7 separate regions of the Mus musculus genome follow, and all the other regions are linked to region 1. The links are chromatin contacts, called in public HiCAR-type, HiChIP or PLAC-seq and promoter capture Hi-C maps. All regions are on one chromosome and are shown on one strand. Each heading gives the region's core, a stretch centred on a gene start, on an enhancer-like site or on the middle of the called end of the contact. The rest is flanking DNA. Distances are from core to core; before and after follow the strand shown.

Region 1 (3,128 bases), core at 460-2,959:
AGAAGGGTGATGCCTTAATTCCAGGGCCAGGATTAGCCTGAGAGGACAAAACGTTTCTTTTCAGGACAGGAAAAGGAAGACTTCAGTTGCAGGTGGATACTTTGGTAGCAGCTAGAGGGAATGAAGGAAGTTCACCTCTGGGAGTCTCTCTTGCCTCAGAACTGTAGATGAAGACATTTATTTTTCATTTTTATCAAAGGAGGCGGGCAGGGTAGAGCTCAGTAAGGGATTGAGAGCTCCCGAGGGCAAGGTTACCTGGGGAGAGAATTAGGAGATAAGATCTTAGTGTATAAATGACTGGTGTAGGCTCCGAAATACTTTGGCCACACGGATGTCTCAGCTGAAGCTGTGTGACCATCCTGAGAGGAGTGAAGATATTCTGAGGAGAGACACGTGTGCCCCTCCTTTTGACTAGTGGACTAACAGGATAATGGGCCCCAAAGAACTAGATTTCCTCAAGAGTCTCACTGGAGAAGGAAGAGATTGGGTTTCTGGGTGCAAACCATCAGGAGAGCTTGGTTCTTAGTTCTGACAACTTGTCAGTTTGCTTTGCAGGACCAACCAAGATGTGTTTACCATGGGCAAGATCACACCTTGAGCCTTCTACTTATGTCAAGGCTCCAAAGATAGACTTAGGGGGTTTACTGAACCAGCCCCTTAGTTCTTTTTCCTAGTGCAGTCTCATTGAATAAATTTCTTTCACTGTTGTCTTTTTTAGCTGTGTTATGGAGGACAGGTAGCTTGTTAGGGCGGCCAGAGTCCAGGCTTCATTAACTGCAGGACATCCCTGGTTTGTACCATTTGGTGGCGCCATTCTCAAGGCTGTACACTTTTCTGTTCTAGCACTGAAGTTGATAAGGCTCTGGTGAGAGACCCTGAGTTGGAGGAACCAGTTGGGAATTTGTACGCAGGGGCATTCGATTCGGGGAATATATCTATCTTTAATGAGTAAATAAATGTAACTCTGTAGGTTCCGCGATGCACACTCTGTAGCAGCAGATTTCTCTCTGGCTTGTGTTCTGAGAGCATCTGTTACACAAAACATTCAAGGGAGCACTTAGGGGTGCAGCGGGAGGATTGCGACCGTGACAAGTATGGATGGTAGTGAGACTAAGAAGCAAGCAAAAACAATTTTAACGCTGTATATTGAGGAGCCCTGAGGAAATAGTTTCTTCCTACTCTTTACCGTTTAAGGTGGACACGCGGCAAAGGCACACTCGGGAAGAGATGACGTCATGCAGCTTAAAGGTAGCTCGTATTTTCACTTTTGTTATTTCTCTTGAGACACGTTCTCAAGGCTGGCCTCGAATTCCTGATCCTGCTGCCTTCATCTCACAAATGTTGGGATTACAGACGTGTGCAGCCATGTTCTGATAGGTAAGATTTTCTCTTCATTTCTCGCAGTTTGAGGAGGTAACAAAACTTGCAGTAGTTTCCATCCTCAAGCGCGGCCTATCGTTACCATGGAAACGCTTATTGAGTTAGGTCCTTTCACTGAGTCTTCGGTTGCTTCTAAAGTGCGCCCGCCCTAGGACGATTGGTTCTGCCCTGACTGAATGGTTTGCCTGCAGTCACTGATGCGTTCGGAGCAATCTTGATCCCTGTCGGACGCCGTCACCGGCTCTTGCCTAGCTCCACCCATTCTGCGGGCCCGCCTCTCCAGCCCGCCGCCGGAGGCCCCGCCCCTACCTGGAGGCCCCGCCCCCATGAATCAGCTGATCTCGCGTACCCGCGGTGCAGTCGGGCTCGCGCCGGGAGAAGAGCGCGGAGCTGCGGGAGCGTCAGGTGAGCCCGCGCGGGTCCGGGCGGTCCTTGGGTTCGAAGGCGGGTCGGCGGAGGTGCGGGAGCGCGCTGGGCTGGCCTGCGGGGACGGCGCCTGCCTGTGAAGAGCTCCGGACGTGGTGGCTCGGCCCGGGTCCCACCCTCCGGGTCCCAGCGCCCCACTGCCGTGGTCGGAGCTGTGTGGCATTCCTTCGGGTCCCCTCTTCCCGCCTCCACCCACGCTGCTTACGCCCATCCGCTCAGAGGGTTTTTTGAATGCCCACAGTGGGCGCCCAGCTGGCTAGACAGTGAACCTTGCTGAGTGTCCTAGGTGGGTTTGCCCCAGGATGCATATCGTGGGGAAAAGTGAAGGGGGGCGGGGAGGGTCTGTGGTTTGAAACAGCGTTTGCTGAAAATGAAAAGGACTTTGGTATTAATCAGTGGTAGTTTGACCAAATCCCTAAATGTATCAAGTCATCAAAGGAATCATCGTGAAGACAGGAAAGAACACTGGAGCGATCTTGAGGAAATGGTCCTCACATTGATGTTGGTCCTCCAGGTAACAGGGCTATTTGCAGACAAGCAACTGTAGATTTGTAGAGGCAAGCTACTGTTTAGTACTTCTGTGGTTACCAAAGAGGGAAAACACACTGGTTGAATTGGGTGGTCAAGAGCAGCACTTTCTTATAGATTAACTGACTGCTGTACCCAAATTAAGGTTGTTACTCTGTTGTTCTTATATTTGTATCTGTTTTTTAAATGACTGTCAAGGATAAACTTGTGTGATGTAGGTTTATTTGGAGCAGGTACAAAAATGCAAAAAAACAGTAGGCCATACTTTTTTGTTTTTTATCATATACCTGTATGTATTAGTGTTCTCTAGAGTCACAAAACTTATGAAATGTATATATTAAGGGAATTTATCATAGTGATATACAGTTTACAGTCCAACTAGCCCAACAACGGGAATGGGAAGTCCAAGAATCTAATAGTTGCTCAGTCCCACGAGGGTAGTTATTTTAGCTGGTCTTCTGGATAAGCTGGAATCCTGAAGAAGTAGGTTCCAATAGATTCGATGGCAAAGGAGTGCAGGCAGGCAAAGGAGAGAGAGCCTTCCTTCTTCCAATGTCCTTATGTAGGCCTCTAGCAGAAGGTGTGACCCAGATTAAAGGTGTGTGCCATTACCCCTGGATTTGGAATTTGCTTTGTCCCAGGCTAGCCTTGAACTCGGAGATCTGCTTGCCTCATTCTCCTGGGATTAAAGGCGTGTTCTACTTTGCCTGGGCCTAAGCTTTTCATGACCACTATGCCTCAAGACTTGTGTTGTCCCATGTCAAGATGTGGGTCAAAAGCCTGTGTAGTCTAGC
Region 2 (3,128 bases), core at 464-2,963, 490 kb before region 1:
TCCTTGCTTTAGTTTGCTCTCAGGTTCCAGAACCAGCAATGGCAAGAGGGCTCAGAGGTTAGGTGTGGGTATCCTTGCTTGCAGAGGACCATAGTCTGATTCCAGCACCTACATCAGGCAGCTCACAAGTTAAGTGCCTTGCAACTCCAGTTCCAAGGGACCCAACACCCCTGTCCACATCCAGCAACTGTACTCATTTACACACAGAGAGAATTCAAAGTAAAATCAGGGGCCTCGAGAGATGGCTCAGCAGGAAAGAGCACTGGCTGCTCTTCCAGAGACCCTGAGCCCAGTTCCCAGCACCTAAATGGCAGCTCACAAATGTAACTCCTGTTTCAGGGGAGTTACACTGACTCCCTCACACATGTAGTACAAAACAATGTACATGAAATTAAAATAAATAGATTTTATAAATAAATAAACAAATAAATAAAAATTAAAAATTAGTTGATCATGGGTACATATCTTTGATCCCATAGGATGCAGAGGCAGCTGGATCTCTTGAGTTGAGGCCAGCCTGATCTACAGAGTATGTTCCAGGAAAGCCAGAGCTACACAGAGAAACCTTTTTCTTGAAAAAGCAAAACAAAACAAAACAAGAAAAAAAAGTCTCTAAAGAAGAAGAAGGAGGAGGAGGAGGAGGAGGAGGAGGAAGAGGAGGAGGAGGAGGAGGAGGAGAAGAAGAAGAAGAAGAAGAAGAAGAAGAAGAAGAAGAAGAAGAAGAAGAAGAAGAAGAAGCAGCATTTAAAAATTTTTGAGCTGTGCAGTGGTGGCACACGCCTTTAATCCCAGCACTTGAGAGGCAGAGGCAGAGGCAGGCGGATTTCTGAGTTTGAGGCCAGCCTGGTCTACAAAGCAAATCCAGGACAGCCAGAGCTACACAAAGAAACGCTGACTCAAAACACAAAACAAAACAAAACAAAACAAAACAAAAATCATAGAAAGTGGGAGAGTAATTCTCCTACCACAGGCTGAAGAATTCACTTTCCAATAAATTATTCCTCCTATCACAACACAGAGAGGCCAGTGGGCGAAGTGCTCTCAGAAATGATCCCTTAATTCTATGCACCATGTTTTAGGACAGAATATATTAGCATTTGGTCTAAGGAACATTGAAGAAGAAAACTTGGAACCGCTCACATAGCCAACAAAAGGGCCTGCCTGCCTGTCCATGCCTGTGGCTCTATTCATCTGTCTGATAGAAGCTGGGACTTGACATCTGAAAGAACATTTTCCCACTGATTTCTCATGCTAGCCTGGGCCTCCTAGAACCAGTGGGGTGAACCTTCAAGCAGAGGTCTGAACTTGAGGAAGGCTAGCAAGTATGTGATTGTGTTCAATGGCTTCGTGCCTGATTTTCCCTTCCTCTGCTTGGCCGCACACGCACAAAGTTCTGAAGATTAAAGCCTCCCATTCATACCAGACCAATGGAAGCCAAAGAGATTTTTGACTGTGGTTAGGTCATAACTACAATTTCTTCTTTCTTTCTTCCTTCCTCCCTTTTCTTTTATTCCTTCCCCCTCACCTTCTTCAAATGAGCTTAAAGTCGTGATTTTGACTCTCCTAGGCTATTTGCCTGAATTTATATTCTAGGAGTGCAGCATTAGACATAGTTTTAAGTGTTTCCAAGATGAGTAGAAGCAAGTGCCTTCAAGTCTGGCAGCTTCTTTCCAGTTTCCCAGGAAGGGAGGGGCCAGAAGCAATAGAAACCGTCTTTCTCTCCTGTGCAACATTACTGCCATGTACTTCCCTGGTACCTATGACGGCAGCTAGGGCTCTCTAGTAGACCCCATAGAATGACCATATGCCAAAACAGGATTTGTTAGGCTGCTTTACCCGATATGGTCTGGGTAGTCCAACAAAGACTGTCTTCACAATGGAAAAGCTGAGAGCCCGGTACGTAGTTCCTCAGGTCACGATGCTGGCCGCCTCTGCTGAGCAGGCACTTTGCCAACTGGGCTACCTCTCCAGCACCTCTCATACTGAATTAAATCCCGGAAAGCCTTCTGGAACTTCACAATCTACAGGAAGAGGTGGACATAGCTGGGTAAATAAATAACTACATGCTGAAAAGCTTTAGGTAGAGGAATGCAGGTGATGTTAGAAAGGTGGTCGAAGCCGGGCAGTGGTGGCACACGCCTTTAATCCCAGCACTTGGAAGGCAGAGGCGGGCGGATTTCTGAGTTCGAGGCCAGCCTGGTCTACAGAGTGAGTTCCAGGACAGCCAGGGCTGTACAGAGAAACCCTGTCTCGAAAAACCAAAAAAAGAAAAAAGAAAGAAAGGAAGGTGGTCGGAAGGGCTAACCGAGGAAGCAACGCTAGAAATGAACCCATGAGTTGATTTTCTGAGAAAAGAGCCTCTGTTTGATTTTGTCATTGTGGGAATATCACAGTGTACTTAGAAGCCTAGATAGTCTGGCTCAGCACACACCTCGGCTATATGGGAAAGCCTATTTATTATTCCTAGGCAACAAACCTGTGCTTCCGGTTTCTCTGCTGACAACGTTAAGTATCTGTAGATCCAAGCATATCTAAACAAAACAGGCACAGCAAAATCCAGGCATGGTTGTACATGCCTGCTGCAATCCTAGCGTTTAGGCAGCTAAGGCAGGAGGATAGTGAATTTGGGATAAGTGTAGGCTACCTAGCCAAGACCTTGTCTAAAAACTTAAAAAGAAAGAAAAATAAAGTAAAAGCATTATTTGAAACCTGGGTGTGGTGGTTCACACCAGTAATCTCAGCATTTAGGAAGTTGAAGGTAGGAGGGCACCCAAAAGCCAAACAAGTCATTGGGTAAGAAGAGCAAACTCACAGCTCCATTGCAGCTCGCCCCAATGCTGAGGCTCAAGTCCAGGGCCTGCGCAGGTCCACTGTCCTACGTTCCTGCCACCTTCTGTCTTTTTATTGTCCCTGCCTGGCCGGCTCCAAGCCTGGGTGAATTCAACCTGAGTGGCTCCTCTACTCAGGCTGTTAATAGAAATCCACCACTGGGCAGGCAACGCTTTTCTGAGTTCATGGGTACAGCCCTCAACGGAGGCTATTTCCCATCTCCCTCTCGTGCGCCTCCTTTTCTCAGCACATGGTCTCATGTTTCTCGAGAGAAAACAGCCTCTACCTCGCAGAGACAA
Region 3 (3,128 bases), core at 202-2,701, 440 kb after region 1:
GTAAATCCAGTTCAAGGAATCTGTGCCGCCACCCCCCCCCCCCCCGCCCAGTACCAGGTGCACATACATACATGCAGGCAAAATACTCATACTCATGAAATTAAAATAGAAATAAATAATTTTTTAAAGAATGAAACTGAGACCTAGCCAAGCAGAAGGCACTTAGAGGACTCCCTTTAAAAAGACAAAAAAGAAAAAGAAAAAAAAGAAAGAAAAAAGAAAAGAAAAGAAAAGAAAAGAAAAGAAAAGAAAGGAAGGAAGGAAGGAAAGAAAGAAAGAGAAAGAAAGAGAGAGAGAGAGAGAGAGAGAGAGAGAGAGAGAAAGAAAGAAAGAAAGAAAGAAAGAAAGAAAGAAAGAAAGAAAGAAAGAAAGAAAGAAAGAAAGAAGAAACAGAAATATGACTGTATGATAATTCCTTACAGGTACTTAACAAGCCAGTCACCCTTACAACTGCTTAGCACGTAGAGGAATTACCGGCCTCAGGTCACCTGTAGCCCCCTCCCTCCCTCCTCTCTCATCCCCTCTCTGTGGGGGTTGGGGTGAGGGGGTGGGGGGTTGGTGTTTTAAGTGCAGAGCTAGTGCCCTACGACCCCCCACCCCCTGTACTGCCAGCACTCAGGAGGTGGAAGCAAGGTCGTAAGTTCAAGAAGCCTGAGCTTCTGCAGGAAATCATGAAACCAAAGAGGGACAGAGGGAGGGAGGGAGAGAGGAAGAGGAGAGGGAGGGAGAGGAGAAGGCAAAGAGAAGAAGAGGGAGAGAAAAAGGGAGGGGAGATGTTGGAGGAGAAGGAGAAAGGAAGAGAGAATTTGGGATTAGAGTTGATGGACGTCTGAGTTGGGAAGAGCACGAAAATCGCCGGAGGAAACGCAGCTCAAGCTAGAGGACTCCCCGGAGGATTAACTCAGCTCCAGGTCCTGAGCCAAACTACAAAGAAAGTAAGCCTAAGAAGTCCAATAAAGTTTTCTGGAGAGGCGGCGACGGCACCCCGATGGCTGCATTTCGGGGAGCGCCACGCGAGATCGACACCCACCGGTGGGATCTCGGCCCGCTGGTGGGAAAGGAACCCGACTGCTCTGCAGCACTCACCTGTGGCCGAGTACCTGCCGCGCCGGTCACAACTCCAGCTCGGGCGAGGCCTCCGCTGGCTTGGGCTTTCCGAGCCTCCAGCCCGGGCCGGCGCTCCCCAGAACTGTACTCACTTCCTGTTCCACGCCGGCTCACAGAGGTTTGCTACCGATTCCGAGAAGCTGGACTTTTAAGCACCGAAGTCAGAATGAAAGACAACTGAGAGAACTAGGGCATAGGGGACAGAAATGCCTCCGAATGTTTAGAGGCGTTTGAGTTAATCATTAGAGGTGGCATCCTGGTGCCAGCCCTAGAGGCCATAGGCTGCTTCGCTTTCTGCCCGCCTTAAGAGCTCCCGCCAGTTCTGGAGGACACTTCCTTATTCCCCCAGTCCAACCACACCTCCTTTCACGCAGAAACCCTCTGCTCTAGAAATGTCAGCACTCTCGGAGGTAGGGACAGGAAGATTAGAACAAGCAAGTTCCAGGCTATCCCAGAGACAGTGGAACCAGAGCTAATGGAATGAACGAACGAACACACACACACACACACACACACACACACACACACACACACACAAAGTTTAAAGGAGCCAACTACAAGAAGAAAGTGATTTCACACTGAACCAAACAACCAGCTATGCTGAGGGCCTAGGTCAGATCCATCAGGATCGCTGATTGTTGGTTCAGTCTCTGTGAGTGCCTATGAGGCCAGGTTAGTTGATTCTGTGAGTTTTCTTGTGGTGCCCTTGAGCTCTGATTCCTACAATCCTTCCTCCCCATATCCTGTAGGATTCCCCAAGCTCTGCCTATTGTGTGGCTGTAGGCCTCTCTGATGGCGACTATGTTAGATTTCTGTCTACAAGTATGGCAGAATATGATTAGAAAACATTTCATGCTTTTTTTTTTTTTTTTTTTTTTTTTTGGTCATGTTCAGTTCTATCTTAGCTGTCTGGGGCATCCAGCCTCTTGTTCCTGACCTCCATGAATTCAGTGTCAGAGGTGGCCTCCCTCTTGTGGCACAAGTCTCAAGAGAGACTAGTAATTGGATGGAGACTCCCACAAGTTCTGTGCCATCTTTTCTCCAGCACATCCTGCAGGCAGGATAAATGGTAGGTCAGAGGTTTGGGGTCTGAGTTGGTGTCCCAGTCTCTCCACTGGAAGGCTTGCCTGGCTACAGCAGACAGCTCCAAACCCCTCATTACTAGGAGTCATAGCAAGGGTCACCCTGATAGGTTTCTAGCCCCCACATTCCAGTCTTCTCTGCCATACTCTCTCCCTCCATCCTCGCCCAACCTGATCCCTCTGCTCCCATCCCCACATGCCCCCAGTTCCAATCCCATGATACCTACTCTATTTCTCCCTCCTAGGGAGATGGCTCCTTGTTACTTAGCCTCTCTGGGTCTGTGGATTGTAGCATGATTATCTTGTAATTTATAGCTAATGTCTGCTTATAAGTGAGTACGTACCATGCTTGTCTTTCTGGGTCTGAGTTACCCCACTCAGGATAGGTTTTTGTTTTTGTTTTTGTTTTCTGGTTCCATCCATTTGCTGGCAAATTTCATGATGTTAGGGGTTGTTTGTTTGGTTGTTTTGTCTTGTTTTTTTAACTCTGAATAATTCTCCATTGTGTAAATATACCACATTTTCTTTATCTCTTCTTTGTTTAGTGTATCTGGTTTTATGTTGAGGTTCTTGATACACTTGGACTAGAGTTTTGTGCAGTCAGGGTGGTAGATATAGATCTATATCCAGTTAGACCAGCACCATTTGTTAAAGATGCTTTCTTTTTTCCATTGAATAATTCTGGATTTCTTTATAAAAACTCAGGTGTCCATAGGTGGATTTACATCTGGGTCTTCAATTCCATCCCATTGATCAACCTGCCTGTTTTTATGCTCATACTGTGAGGTTTTTATTACTATAGTTCTGTAGCAGAGCTTGGAATAGGGGAAGTCAATATCTTTTATTGTACAGGGTTGCTTTTAGCTACCCTGGCCTTTTGTCTTTCCATATGAAGCTAAATACTATTCTTTCAAAGTCTATAAAAATGTGCTAGAATTT
Region 4 (3,128 bases), core at 205-2,704, 390 kb before region 1:
GCTGTACACAATGCAGATGAGAGTAACAAACCCACGTGGGGACCAAAGATGGCCTGTGGTAGGTGACATTAAACTCACTAAGGTATCCTCTAGGAAAGAGACAGTATGTGTCTAGAACCAGAAAACTATTTTAGCCTTTAAACAGGACTCTCTCCTGGCTATGTAGCAGATGGAAACAATCCGAAAAGACAAGGCAACCTTTTTGTTTGTTTGTTTGTTTGTTTGTTTTTTCCGAGACAGGGTTTCTCTGTGTAGCCCTGGTTGTCCTGGAACTCACTCTGTAGACCAGGCTGGCCTCGAGCTCAGAAATTCGCCTGCCTCCGCCTCCCAAGTGCTGGGATTAAAAGTGTGTGCCACCATACCAGGCCCGACAAGTCAACTTTTAAATATTTATTTATTTATTTATTTATTTATTTATTACACTGTAGCTGTCCTCAGACACTCCAGAAGAGGGAGTCAGATCTTGTTATGGGTGGTTGTGAGCCACCATGTGGTTGCTGGGATTTGAACTCCTGACCTTCGGAAGAGCAGTCGGGTGCTCTTACCCACTGAGCCATCTCACCAGCCCCTTAACTTTTATAAAAATGTACTTATTTTATTTGTTGGCAATGAAAAATTAGAGACAGTTTAACAGACTTGGGAAGTGACTTATACATGAGTGTGGTACTTAAATTTATAGGTAAGGGCTAGGAACAACTCACAGGTAGAATGTCTTTCTCGCTGTATTCAAACCTTGATACTACTCAGGAGATTAATAAATAGGAAAGAAAAGAAAGATAAATACTGAAAGTGTAGAAAGTATTTATGGTATAACAATAAAAAAATATAGACTATAGAAAAGTAGAAAAGTGATAGAATTCATTAAAACCTAGAGAAGGATTGCTTCGCATACCAGGCCGGCCAGAGTGAACATTCACACCCATCTCAAAAATCAAACAACAATCACAAAAAAACTAGATGGCTAAGGATTGGAAGAGAAAATAGACAAAAGAATATTATGTTAGATTAGAAGATTTAAGTATGTTTAAATTGTTTCCTTAAAAGCCCAGTGTGGTTATAACACTAAAAGCAAACTGCTTTAAACAGTGTTCAGTTTGATAGTGCTCCCCGACCCCCAGGGTTCCTTTGTAACTGGGCTCCCGTTGGCCATTCTCGCACACTGAGGTAATACTCTCACACACATCACCTCCAGCCTTTGGAGTGGGGAGAGTCTATAAGTGTCCAATGTAACTGAGAAATGTACCTGAGAGTTTCTTTTGCTTTCTATATGGGATATTATTGGGTAGTAGGAGATGATTATAGTACCTAAGGTATCTCCATGACAAGGGGACCTCTGTGAGAATTTCTTTATTGAACATGGCTGCCTGGGAGTAGGGAAGGAGAGGGGATGGGGCATGACACATTCTCATTGAAGGCATGCTCTGCCTTGTACTATTTTTCTGAGCTTGGGTACAGAGCACATGATGACCACCAGAGGGCGCAATTGTACCATCCAGAAGTGGAGGCTTACACTGGTGTTACTCCACCCTGTATGATCAGAACTGATCTGTGTGAGCTAGAGAAGGGGGTTTCTTTCCCTTAGGAAAATAACTTGGTATTTAGGCATTGAATTTTGACATCTATAAAATAAACGATGCAGGGTGTAGAACAAAAACCTTGTATACTCATTACCCATGGACTTTCTATTTAGTCGTGTAAGATTTGAATAGTCTCACATATTTGATTCACATTTTTCCAATAATGAAATGAAGCATTTATTTATGAAGAATCATGGCTTTATGGAAGAAAAGAAAGAGACATATGGAAGAGCCAGTGGTATTACGCATCAAGAGAGCAAGCTAGGGAAGCTGAATTTGATTTATAACAACTTGCTCTCGAAGCCATTAACCCACTGAGGGAACTACACTAAGCTTTCACAAGAGAGGTGTCCCTGTGATCGAATTACCTTTGATTTGGTCTCACTATGTAGCCCAGGCTTGCCTGGAACTCAGTCTTCCTGTTTCAGCTTTCCAACTGTGGGATTGAAGATGTGTGTCAGCTCATCTGATGGGACTTTTATGATTGCTTCAAATTGATAGATTAATTTATGGATCATTGTCTTGTCTTGTCTTGTCTTGCCTTTGCTTGCTTGCTTGCTTTCTTTCTTTCTCTTTCTCCCTCCCTCCCTTCCTCCCTTCTTCCCTCCTTCCTTCCCTTCCTCTCTCTCTCCCTCCATCTCTTCCTTCCTTCCAGAAAGAACCTTGCAGCTAGGCTGTGGTGCACACCTTTAATCCCAGCACTCAGAGACAGAGGCAGGCAGATCTCTGTGAGTTCAATACCAGCCTGGTCTACAGATGGAGTTCCCGTAGAACTCCCTGTCTCGGGGGAAAAAAAAAACCAAAAAAACCCCAAAATAGATAAAATAAATAAATAAATAAAAATAGTAAAAGAAAGAAAGAAAGAAGCTTGCTAGGTCCCCCAGGCTGGTCCTAAATGCCACTGCACCCTTTTTAGAATTGTCATCTTTATGGTAACAGCTCTTCCTATCTGTGCTTGCTATATCCAGGGTTATATAGAAGATTATATTTATTCATGTCTATTTTTATTTATTAAAATGAAATCATTTTTCATGTATTATCTTAAAATTATATTTTCCATATATATGTCCACAAGTTAATAATTAGCAATGATTATCTCTGAAAACTAGATCTCTGTGGGGGCTGCAGGGAACCAGCTCATTGAAAACTGATCCATAAATGGAAAGATTGATCAACTGTCCTGCCTCCTTATGTAAACTATACCACTGGCTAAGGGGAATATTCCTCTTTGTTGGCATCTCCCAACTAGTAAATGAGGAAGCACTGATAGAATTCCATCTGGCATTATTTTCGCCAGCCCCAGGACTGATGGATCTATAACTACTGGCATCAAAAAGAGACAAGTGAACATTCTGTGTCCTGAGAGACACAGAACTGGCCTTGCCAAACGGAAGAATGAAACCTGAATCTGATTAAGTCTCTAGACTCAAGGACTGAGTAACAGGAAATAGAAAAGCCATGAAACACAAGAACCCACAACAGGAGGACACAGCAGAATCAACACCATGGGAAACAGGACCAAGTGACCCAATTTTCTGAGCATAAACTAAA
Region 5 (3,128 bases), core at 221-2,720, 380 kb after region 1:
TTGTTCATGCTGAACTTCTTTTCTTGGATTGTCCCACAGGGAACTCAAAGAGACTCACAGAGAGGAGCTCGAGAGGTTAGAGAACAACTACAAGGAGGCCCTGAAGGCAGAAAAGGCCTTGGCCGAAGAGAAACTAGGCACTGTCAGGCCCTGAGGGGAAAATGGGAGGGAAAGTGGGCAGCCTGTACCCTGGCGTCCCTATAGCCATGGCTTGGCACAGCCAGATGTCCAACATTTCCCTTCTGAGGCTTAAGGCATGAGAATGACCGAGAATGGAACTGCTTCATCACTGAGCAAGAACTTGAAATTTTTTTTAAGTGAATTTTAAAGTTCTAAAACTACAATATTACTATGATGCCTTCAGGTTGTCTTGCATGGAGAATGGCAGTGATTTCTTGAATGCTCACTGGGCTACTGTGTGCCCTTGGGGAAAGCAGAGTGTGCACCCTTCAGATTTGGGGTTTATAGACTAATGTCCACAGAGAGAACGAGACACTCTACAACCTTCTTCCTCTCTTTGAAGTTAGTGTCTTATTTACACTTTGCTTGTTTTCTAGTTTCCTGAAGAGAATGTGTGGTTTTCATAACCACTGTAAAGGAGGAAATGATACAAAAAGGAGAAGCAGATGCATTGTGGGAGGTTCTGTTCCTCCTTCCCATAGATACAGATGACCCTCGGGGGTGGGGGGAGGTTGTCTTACTAAAACAGCTGAACAGAGTGTGGGAGCTCTGAGCTCTTGGAGAAGCATGTTTAGAAAGTACCTGGCCTCTCTCCCAGAAGCTCTTCATCCATCGGTTCAGGTGGGATCCAATAACTGATAAGCTTTTTGATAAGCTTCCAGAGCGACTTGGGAATCCCAAGACGGTTTCATCACCCCAGGGAGAGCTTGGGTGTGGAGCTGAAGAGTTCATGTGAGTTTTGGAAAGTGTGCCCACCGAAGGAATAATGACATCCTTGTTTTCTTTTCCTCCAGATAAGATGGGCAAGGAATATAAGTATCTGAAGAGTATATTCCGTGTGTTTCAGGTGAGATTCCAAACTGTATGGTATCTCACGCAGGAGACAGAGGAGTCGACCACGAGGCTCAGAAGCTAGGGGTTTATATACAAAAAAGTTGGGGGTAGGGGAAGAATTGGCGCAGTTACACACAATTGGACAGTTTAAACATCAGCAAATTGTACGTGCAGAGCGAGGTAACAGCAGTTCTGAGGGGCAGGTGCTTAACTTGGCTGAGATAGTCCGGACGTCTTTGTATGCCTCTATCTTTATGGATAGCCAGTTCCTGGAATGACTTAACAGCAACAGCCTTTGTTCTTTGCCCTTGGCCCAAAAAACCCTCCTAACTAGCAAGCCGCATGAGTCATGGACCTTGAATTTAATTTTCTTTCAAGATCAGGACTTAGGCATCACCCGTGGGAACTATAAAGGGGCCTGGGAAAAGAGGGGGGAGGGAGGATAGCCCACATCCGGCCAGAGCTCCACCTATGTTCTGGGCAGGCAGATGAGGGAGGGCTGCCAGTCGCTTTCCACTCAGCCCAGGTGGCATGTAAGCCTCTGACCCACTCGATGGGGAGTGGATAAGGGGCAGTCCCCTGAAATCAAAATGTGCCCTGGGGTTTCACCCTGTCACCCTGGGGTTAAGGGAAGAGGGAAGAGAGGTTCCCACACAGGTGAGACTCTGCACAGTGGGCCTTGATTAGAGCGCAGAGACAGTCTATGGTTTTAGAGCTTTATTATAGAAAGGCAGGGAGAAAGAAGGTAAAAGAGAGAGACTGGCCATAGCCAAGAGGAAAGAAGGGGGAAAGGAGAGAGAGAGAAGAAACGCTAGAGAATAAGAGGGAGAAAGAGGTAGAGAGAGGAGAGAAGACAGACAGAGAGAGAGAAAGAGAGAGAGAGAGAGAGAGAGAGAGAGAGAGAGAGAGAGAGAGAGAGAGAGAGAGAGGTGAGAGTGAAAGAGCGAGGAGGGGCCAAACAGCCCCTCATGGTATGCTGCTATCTTTTCTGTTGCTAGGTAACTGGGGAGGAATTTAGCCTGAAGATCAGAATCTTGGGACATTGCCTACTTGACTGCTAGCCACACACTTCTCTTGTGGGGGCTGAGGGGAGCGGTAACTTCGATGGGAGCCAGGGTTCCAGGAGACATGAGAGAACTTCCGTCCCATGTAGATGAATTATCACCACCAAGTCCCAGGGTTCAACATCTCAGCTCAACTGGAGACCAGACTGTCTTTGCACAGCCCAATGCCCCACAATCACCCTAATTATACAAGCTATAAGCTGTCTTAGGTTCCTCCATCCTTTTCACGCAAATGGAGAATTGTGCAATATTGTCAATATTTTGATTATGTCACTCATGTGTACATTTCTAACCATCGTGCTAATTCCTCTTCCATTAAACCCATCTCCTCTCACCTGCCCCAGGCCACCATTCTTCTGGTTTTTACCACCACAGACTCAATTTATCAGTTTTTGTTTTGTTAAAAAAAAAAAAAGTTGGTTCTGTTGGTCTGATAGCATAACTTATTATGAAATAAACACAAATACAGTTGCTAGTTATCCTTGCAACGTGCCCAAATCAACCTTTAAAAGTTTATAAAAACCAAATGTAGAAAGCATCTTTCTCAGCAAACTTCTAAGGGCAATGCAGACGTAAAGACATAAGTTGGTGCTTGTCAATCATCACATGGTTGAGCAGGTTTTGTTTTGTTTTTTTAATTCTGTTTTTTTTTTTTTTCCTCTTTTCGAGACAGGGTTTCTCTGTGTAGCCCTGGCTATCCTGTAACTCACTTTGTAGACCAGGCTGGCCTCGAACTCAGAAATCCACCTGCCTTTGCCTCCCAAGTGCTGGGATGAAAGGCATGCGCCACCACCACCCAACTTGATATTTTTATTAGATATTTTCTTTATTTATATTTCAAATGCTATCCCCTTTTCTAGTTCTACCTCTGAAAATCCCCTATCCCCTCCCCCCTTGCCCTGCTCCCCAACCCACCCACTCCCATTACTGGTCCTGGCATTTCCTACACTGGGGCATAGAGCCTTCACAGGACCAAGGGCCTCTCCTCCCATTGATGATTATCTAGGCTATCCTCTGCTACATATACAGCTAGAGCCACTGCTCCAGGTA
Region 6 (3,128 bases), core at 227-2,726, 350 kb before region 1:
TGGGGAATATTTAGCAGTGGGTGGAAACACTTTGGTTGTTATAACAGTGCACACAGAGGGTGGACTCTGGGCAGCCCAGGCTGGCTCCTCCTCACCAACCGTCTGGAACCTTGATGTTGCCCAGTATTAAATCACAGATTCCAGGAGATCACAGATCTCAGGTTGCCTCGGATGATTTTGACTTTCTGAGCCTTTCTTTCCGAGGGCTGATATTGCAGGTGTGTGACCGTGCCTGGGTTTTATGTGGTCCCAGGGATAGAATGCAGGGCCATGTGCATTCTAAGATAGACCTCAACCAGCTGAACTACAGCCCCAAGCCCTAGTCATCTGTGCCTCTGTGTGTGTGTGTGTGTGTGTGTGCGCGCGTATGCGTGTGCGTGTGTGTGTGTGTGTGTGTGCGCGCGTATGCGTGTGCGTGTGTGTGTGTGTGTGTGTGTGTGTGTGTGTGTGTGTGTATAAGAGTATTCCGGATCAGACCCAGGGCCTTGCCTATGGTAGTCAAGCCCTGCCACTAAACTATAGCTCATATTCTTGCCTACTACTATTATTTTAATATGATTTGGTCTTTTGATTATGTTTCTAACTCTCTATGTTTTCTTTTTAAAAATGAAATGCAATCCTCACCGAGGATCGACAGTATTATTAACGTTAATGAAATGATTGCATATTTTTCTTTTTTACTTTCTCCTCTCTCACTGCACGGATGTATTAATATCTCCTTCTGAAACTTCCATTTACAATTTTAAGATTCTTTTTAGGTGCTGGGCACCTCACCCAACCTCAAGCCTCTCCCCAGAGGCCTTGGGGAAGAGGAAAGGCGAGAGCCTGCGATTGATGTCAGCGACCCGCAGAGGGAAGAGCAGTCCTGGACTCTGAAGGCAGCCCAGAAACTAATTTCTCTTAATCAGTTGTAGGGCCCCAGGAGGACCCACAAGGCAGAGGGGGAAATAAATCTGAAGGAGAAAACCAAATTCTATGAGGGGCTGGAAAGACCTGTATTTTCAAAAGGGCACCATACCTTTAGGACTTAAGCGCTGGCAGGGCCCCATCCCTGCGCAGCTATTAATATGCAAAAAATGCCTTCATAAATACTTGATTCTGCTCACAGTGGGGAGGCCGTTCATTTGAAAGGGGAAATGGGAGCTTGGAGTTGAAACACGTCTGCTTGTCTTCTTTCTCTTTTTTCATCGCTCTTTTCATCTCCACGCAACTCCCCTTGTAGTCTTCTTCCCCCTATTTCTCTGACTTCTCCCCACTTCTAACTCCAAGGAAGTTGCTGATGGCAGCTGCGGCGCTTTTTTTTTTTTTTTTTTTAAACTGATGGACTTGGCTCTGAGGCCCGGAACCTCCGGCTAGGTGTAGAAGGGGTGCCTAAGGGCCTTTACTTGAAAGTGGAACTGGGAGGCTAGAGCCCCTCACCCTTTCGGCTTTGGCCTTAGCGACGCGGCCACTGAAGACTCAGAGCAGAGGTTTTCAGTACTACCGGGAGGGGGCGCACGGGGGCAGCCTCCGGACCCCAGAGCTGAACTTGGACAGCAATACCAGACTTTCTTTCCCTCATACTTCCCAGCCTAGGTATGTGACTTCTCAAAGGTCTGTTGTTTCCAAAAGGTTCCACCTTTGGGATTCTCACTGTGACTTAAACCAAACCAAGCCAAACCAAACCAAACCTCCACCACCAACAACAAAACTAGACAAATGTATTATGTGTGAGTGACCTTACATGACCAGACCCTAAAGGATGGAGGGACGAGCTGAGTCAGTAGGGATTAAAAGAAAAGAAAGACGGGCTTAATTGCTGCTGCTACTACTGTTGCTGCAAGCCTGCTTTGTGCTTCAGAGCAAGAAAGGTCCTAGGTCCTAGAGAGGCAGGGAGGCCACTGGTTGGGCCAGTGGCCCATCAAGGTGGGTAAACTGAAGTCTGTTGGGTAGAAATTTGTTTCTAAAGCCTTTCCAGATGCTTTATGGTAAACATAAAATTAGTCATTTATGTGGAGTAGGTTGAGGAAGTAGTTAAAATCCGAGGCAGTGATTAACCTAATAAAGTGCCCTGAGCCTCAAGAAGGGGGAGGGGTGAGAGAGGCAGGAGGAAGTCCTTTGTACCCTACACCCCATTTTTCCTGGCTTGGGGACTGGTGGGGCTCCCTAGACTTTTCCTCATAAGGCTTTTCCCCTCGGGGTTCCTTTTCAAAGGCAGGCAGGCTATGGTAACACCAACCAACCAAGAAGCTCAGATGGGAACCTTTCTCCATTTGCAAAGGAGGTACAAGATATTTCCAGAGTTTGTGAACTTACCAAGGCCTTGCAGATGAACCAGGCTTGGAGCTTAAGATCCAAAGTTCAGTCTGACTGCAAAGTTCATAATTTAGTCTATAGTTAACTTGTCATGGCTGGGTCACTCTTTGAAGGGTCCTCCAGTAGAGCCATAGGGATACATGAGTTTGGACCATGCAGGGAGTATTGGTATGGCCTTTGGAGCTATGGGATTTCCAAAATATATTGTATTTTCTTAGTCACAACTCTGTAATTATTATTGCTATTGTTATTACTTAAGGTCTTCGGATCCTTTATGAAAAGTGTCTTCAATGGAGGCAAACCACACACACACACACACACAAACACACACACAGACAGACAGACAGACACACATAGTATGTGTGTGTCTGTGTTGTTTCTGAGGTTCTTCAGTAGTGGAGAAGTGGCTTAGATATGCTTTTCTTCAATGGAGGCCTGACTTGGGCCTGGTGTTTTAACCTGAAAGGTCAGTTCAAATATTGTGCAAACAGACTCATTTCTGCTCTGATTGTAAGGAAGTGCTGGGGAAAAGAGGGAAGGCCAGAAGCAGCAAGAAGTTGGAGATAAGAGGCTTGGCGAGCCTGCCCTGGAGGCTGTCTGAGAGCGGAGGGACCTAGGCAACCCCTGGAGCAGTGGTATAGCATCTGCCTCAGGAGTTCCCAGTCCCTGGATCCAGCTCTAGGAATTCCCTACTAGCTTCTCTTGAGAGACTGAAGACACTGTCACCCTCAGAGCTTCAGACAGAGGACCGCTTATCAAAAAGTCTGCACACATCCCTTGAAACATTAGATATTTCCAAGCCATTCAAATCGGCACCTTCCTTCTTCATAATT
Region 7 (3,128 bases), core at 384-2,883, 330 kb after region 1:
TGCCTCCCAGTTTCAATGCTGCATCGTAGGTGGAAGTGCTTCAAAGACCTACGAGAAGCAGTCTTTTATAACTTAGAATCCTTGCTTTCTTTCAGATACACTGCATATTCAGAGACGTTTGTGGCTTTCACACCTTTCTCAGCTTTCTCAGCCTTGGTTGTCTGTCTTCCCCTCTTTCTCTCTCTCTCTCTCTTTCTCTCTCTCTTTCTGTCTTTTTTATTTTATTGTTATTTGTTGTTTGAGGTAGGGTATTTTCTTGTACAACCTAGGCTGCCATCAAAATCATGATTCTCCTGCCTCAGTCTTCTGAGTGCTGCAATTAGTGGCATGAATGTGCCACCATGCCCTACTCATCCTTTCTGTGATTAAAAGCATGTAGTAGTGTATAGCTAGCATTCACAGTTATATAAAGCAATGGTACCTCTTGCTCTCAGTAATAGAGTCTGTGAACTATGCTAATAGTAACTTTGGGAGTACCTGACCTGAACATAAAAGTAGACCACACCTGCAGTTTCATAATGAAATGAGATGGAGAAGTTAGCAAGAATAACATATTTTACTTTCTTAAGGTAATTGGAAATGATGTGTGTCTTAGTCAGGGTTTCTATTCCTGCACAAAGCACCATGACCAAGAAGCAAGCTGGGGAGGAAAGGGTTTATTCCACTTACGCTTCCCACATTGCTGTTCATCACAAAAGGAAGTCAGGACTGGAACTCAAGCAGGTCAGGAACCTGGAGGCTGGAGCTGATACAGAGGTCATGGAGGGATGCTGCGTACTGGATTGCTTGCTCAGCTTGCTTCCTTATTGAACCCAGGACTATCAGCCCAGGGATGGCACCACCCACAATGAGCTGGGCCCTCCCTGCTGGAACACTAATTGAGAAAATGCCTTACAGCTGGATCTCATGGAGGCATTTCCTTAAGGGAGGCTCCTTTCTCTGATAACTCCAGCTTGTGTCAAAAAGCCAGCCAGTACAATATGTTACAGTGATTGTTGTGATAACAGTATTGTTGATGATTTTGTTTGTTGTTATTTCTGTATTTTAAATAGCTAAGAAAACACCTCATTTTCAAGGTAAGTCTTTTTTAATGTCCAGCACTATAGAAAGGAGTGGTCTAGATTATTCTCACAATCTACAGTCTCATCATCAAATATGATTTTCCCACAGAAACTCGCAGCCCACAAACCCCCCAGGATCCCCTGAAGATAGTGATCTGGCTACTGCATTGCATCGCCTCAGCCTGAGAAGACAGAACTACCTAAGTGAGAAGCAGTTCTTTGCTGAGGAATGGGAACGGAAGATCCAGATCTTGGCTGAGCAGGAGGAAGAAGTCAGCAGCTGTGACGCCCCCACGGAGAACCTTGCCTCAGTCTGCACTGACCAGTCGGAGACCACGGACCTCGGCAGTGCCAGCTGCCTTCGAGGCTTCATGCCAGAGAAGTTACAGATTGTCAAGCCCCTAGAAGGTAATAAGCCAGGAACAGCTTTTAGAAGCCGTGTCTATGTTAGACGTCTCTCCTAGAATTGAGACCTGTGTTATGTTGGCACCCTGTGCACAGGCAGGCTGTGCTGTGCTGTGCTGTGCTGTGCTGTGCTGTGCTGTGCTGTGGTGCCTGCCACATAGCAGACAGTGAGTAAGACCTGAGTCACCAAGTCTTCAGCTATTTGTTCTTTTCTGACATTTTAATATCAGCGCAGCAGGGAAGTGGGAAGACTCTTACCTGACTTTTGCTACAGAATCCTGTAATAGCAGTTGCATGGTAGGACCAACAGGCTGAGATGAATGAAGAGGAGCAATTAGAGTGTCCCTGCCATAGAGGCACACAGTTACATCTGTACTCTTCTCCTTCCGTTCAGCTTTACCTAAAGCACAGCTTAAATTCAAAATAAATACCTGACTTATCAGATAGTAATGGTCCACAAATGATTCTCTAATTCTTGGCTTAAAAGTTCCTTTTAAAACAAAGGTTTAAAAAGGTATCCTGTAGACTCCTGCTTTGGTCCAAGTGTTGGTTAGCGTTGCTGATTTCAGGATGAAATTACCACAGTGACACAATTAGATGTGACATCCTGTACAAGGGCATGGGTTGCTCTTTCATCAGAGTCACATGGGCTGGAACCAAAGGGAAATGTTCTCCACTTTATCACCTGCGTCTCCCTTTCTTCCTGGCAGACCAAGGAAAGTAGGGTCATGAGCAAGCAGAGAAGTGCACAGGAAATTCAAGTTATTTCCCAACCTAAGCACCCAAGTTTTGCTTCCAAGATCATCAACTGTGCTGGGTGAATATTGTTTTTGCCACCTGGGAAGGAGCAGCCTGTCCCTGAAGTGGGTGGCCTCCTTCCTGCCTGAGCAGCCTGGGTCCTGTTTAAAACCCTTACTGGGTTTTTTTCTCCTCTTCTTTAGATGTCCCTTTGAAGACTGTCTTTTGAAATAGAAAACTTATTGCTCAGCCATTCCATGTCATGTTAATTTTTGACAGAGAGCTTAAATTTACAAATTTGAACAAAATGTCAAAACCAAATAAGTATCTGTATTGTTACTGTTGTTGCTCACACAATTCTAGCTTCTTCAAGATTGGGGATCTGTGGGAATGTAAAGCATGCCTGTCCTGCTTTGCTTGTTCAGGATCACAGACTCTGCATCACTGGCAGCAGCTTGCTCAGCCGAACTTGGGAACCATTCTTGATCCACGCCCAGGCGTCATCACTAAAGGCTTCACACAGGTGCCCAAGGATGTTGTCTACCACATCTCGGACTTAGAGGAGGATGAAGAAGAGGGCATCACTTTTCAGGTTCAGCAGCCTCTTCAACTGGAGCAGAAACCTGCACTGCCCACGCCAGTAACGGGAATCTTTCTGCCGCCCATGACCTCAGCGGGTGGACCAGGTACAGGTGAGAGGAGGTGCAGCTGAACATGGCCTCGTCGTAACCAGGACACTACATTGTCTGGCTGGGGTTTTCTGGCTACTGCTGCACAGTCTCAGTGGCGTTTATTCGTTAGTGGAGATAAAAGAATACAAACCCACAGCCCTGCTGACATTTCTGATTCCTCCCTCTCTCCTACCAGCCTGCAGAAGTGAGTTAGGCAGAGTCAGAGGTCAGGCGAGTCCGTGGTTTGCAAGCC

The links. Promoter capture Hi-C pulls out the DNA fragments that hold promoters and counts their contacts. HiCAR-type assays count read pairs that join an accessible place to other places. HiChIP or PLAC-seq counts read pairs in DNA pulled down with a chosen protein or histone mark. Capture Hi-C pulls out chosen DNA fragments and counts their contacts.
Region 2: a contact with region 1 is called in a HiCAR-type map of astrocytes, with 3 times the contacts expected there. The contact joins the enhancer-like site here to the promoter of Als2 in region 1. A contact is called at or near these places in 9 of 39 promoter capture datasets (the 3T3-L1 cell line, the C10 cell line, the HPC-7 cell line and 4 more) and 3 of 115 datasets of contacts at active chromatin or transcription factors (astrocytes and bone marrow-derived macrophages).
Region 3: a promoter capture Hi-C map of adipose tissue shows a contact between it and region 1. The contact joins the promoter of Casp8 here to the promoter of Als2 in region 1. A contact is called at or near these places in 16 of 39 promoter capture datasets (the 3T3-L1 cell line, the C10 cell line, the HPC-7 cell line and 11 more), 3 of 484 Hi-C or Micro-C datasets (CD4 T cells, neutrophils and uterus), 15 of 115 datasets of contacts at active chromatin or transcription factors (T-cell acute lymphoblastic leukemia, acute myeloid leukemia, bone marrow-derived macrophages and 10 more) and 3 of 9 other capture datasets (adipose tissue, liver and macrophages).
Region 4: a contact with region 1 is called in an H3K4me3 HiChIP or PLAC-seq map of neural progenitor cells, with 36 read pairs. The contact joins the enhancer-like site here to the promoter of Als2 in region 1. A contact is called at or near these places in 21 of 39 promoter capture datasets (the 3T3-L1 cell line, 3T3-L1-derived adipocytes, the C10 cell line and 13 more), 10 of 15 datasets of contacts at CTCF or cohesin (the G1E-ER4 cell line, the NIH/3T3 cell line, embryonic stem cells and 4 more), 224 of 484 Hi-C or Micro-C datasets (the 3T3-L1 cell line, 3T3-L1-derived adipocytes, the 63-12 cell line and 110 more), 52 of 115 datasets of contacts at active chromatin or transcription factors (DN3 thymocytes, the NIH/3T3 cell line, PVALB interneurons and 29 more) and 5 of 9 other capture datasets (adipose tissue, embryonic tail, liver and 2 more).
Region 5: a contact with region 1 is called in an H3K27ac HiChIP or PLAC-seq map of the NIH/3T3 cell line, with 3 times the contacts expected there. The contact joins the enhancer-like site here to the promoter of Als2 in region 1. A contact is called at or near these places in 5 of 39 promoter capture datasets (3T3-L1-derived adipocytes, the C10 cell line, liver and 2 more) and 2 of 115 datasets of contacts at active chromatin or transcription factors (the NIH/3T3 cell line and memory CD8 T cells).
Region 6: a promoter capture Hi-C map of embryonic stem cells shows a contact between it and region 1. The contact joins the enhancer-like site here to the promoter of Als2 in region 1. A contact is called at or near these places in 14 of 39 promoter capture datasets (the C10 cell line, the HPC-7 cell line, the SN4741 cell line and 9 more), 5 of 15 datasets of contacts at CTCF or cohesin (the G1E-ER4 cell line, the NIH/3T3 cell line, embryonic stem cells and 1 more), 38 of 484 Hi-C or Micro-C datasets (the C10 cell line, ECoMG myeloid progenitors, the G1E-ER4 cell line and 23 more), 30 of 115 datasets of contacts at active chromatin or transcription factors (the NIH/3T3 cell line, acute myeloid leukemia, astrocytes and 18 more) and 4 of 9 other capture datasets (adipose tissue, embryonic stem cells, liver and 1 more).
Region 7: an H3K27ac HiChIP or PLAC-seq map of the NIH/3T3 cell line shows a contact between it and region 1, with 3 times the contacts expected there. The contact joins the enhancer-like site here to the promoter of Als2 in region 1. A contact is called at or near these places in 21 of 39 promoter capture datasets (the 3T3-L1 cell line, 3T3-L1-derived adipocytes, the C10 cell line and 14 more), 1 of 484 Hi-C or Micro-C datasets (the HPC-7 cell line), 8 of 115 datasets of contacts at active chromatin or transcription factors (the NIH/3T3 cell line, T-cell acute lymphoblastic leukemia, bone marrow-derived macrophages and 4 more) and 2 of 9 other capture datasets (adipose tissue and liver).

The regions. Positions count from the first base shown.
Region 1 is chr1:59,235,812-59,238,939 of GRCm38.p6, reverse strand. It overlaps Als2 (alsin Rho guanine nucleotide exchange factor), which reads left to right and starts at 1,709. Exons shown (of 34, transcript NM_028717.6): 1 at 1,709-1,785. It overlaps Gm33667 (predicted gene, 33667), which reads right to left and starts at 1,585. Exons shown (of 2, transcript NR_168353.1): 1 at 1,187-1,585; 2 at 1-255.
Region 2 is chr1:59,729,081-59,732,208 of GRCm38.p6, reverse strand. No RefSeq gene overlaps it. Among named protein-coding and RNA genes, the nearest start is that of Snord11, 26 kb to the right of the region's middle. Within about 2 kb of position 1,713, at least 17 of the 459 cell types and tissues checked have an H3K27ac peak or open chromatin away from gene starts, as enhancers often do. A contact at or near this core is called in astrocytes, where this site is marked.
Region 3 is chr1:58,793,697-58,796,824 of GRCm38.p6, reverse strand. It overlaps Casp8 (caspase 8), which reads right to left and starts at 1,451. Exons shown (of 9, transcript NM_009812.2): 1 at 1,087-1,451.
Region 4 is chr1:59,621,872-59,624,999 of GRCm38.p6, reverse strand. All of the region lies in intron 11 of Gm973 (predicted gene 973), which reads right to left. Among named protein-coding and RNA genes, the nearest start is that of Gm33833, 3.5 kb to the right of the region's middle. Within about 2 kb of position 1,454, at least 9 of the 459 cell types and tissues checked have an H3K27ac peak or open chromatin away from gene starts, as enhancers often do. A contact at or near this core is called in cerebellum, differentiating embryonic stem cells, neural progenitor cells and 2 more, where this site is marked.
Region 5 is chr1:58,858,278-58,861,405 of GRCm38.p6, reverse strand. It overlaps Gm28802 (flagellum-associated coiled-coil domain-containing protein 1), which reads left to right. Exons shown (of 14, transcript XM_030243918.1): 8 at 40-142; 9 at 843-912; 10 at 975-1,027. Among named protein-coding and RNA genes, the nearest start is that of Gm28802, 37 kb to the left of the region's middle. Within about 2 kb of position 1,470, at least 98 of the 459 cell types and tissues checked have an H3K27ac peak or open chromatin away from gene starts, as enhancers often do. A contact at or near this core is called in the NIH/3T3 cell line and memory CD8 T cells, where this site is marked.
Region 6 is chr1:59,583,194-59,586,321 of GRCm38.p6, reverse strand. All of the region lies in intron 10 of Gm973 (predicted gene 973), which reads right to left. Among named protein-coding and RNA genes, the nearest start is that of Gm39648, 11 kb to the left of the region's middle. Within about 2 kb of position 1,476, at least 19 of the 459 cell types and tissues checked have an H3K27ac peak or open chromatin away from gene starts, as enhancers often do. A contact at or near this core is called in the G1E-ER4 cell line, adipose tissue, bone marrow-derived macrophages and 2 more, where this site is marked.
Region 7 is chr1:58,908,291-58,911,418 of GRCm38.p6, reverse strand. Trak2 (trafficking protein, kinesin binding 2) reads left to right here. Exons shown (of 16, transcript NM_172406.3): 13 at 1,171-1,469; 14 at 2,630-2,896. Among named protein-coding and RNA genes, the nearest start is that of Gm28802, 13 kb to the right of the region's middle. Within about 2 kb of position 1,633, at least 46 of the 459 cell types and tissues checked have an H3K27ac peak or open chromatin away from gene starts, as enhancers often do. A contact at or near this core is called in the NIH/3T3 cell line and trophoblast stem cells, where this site is marked.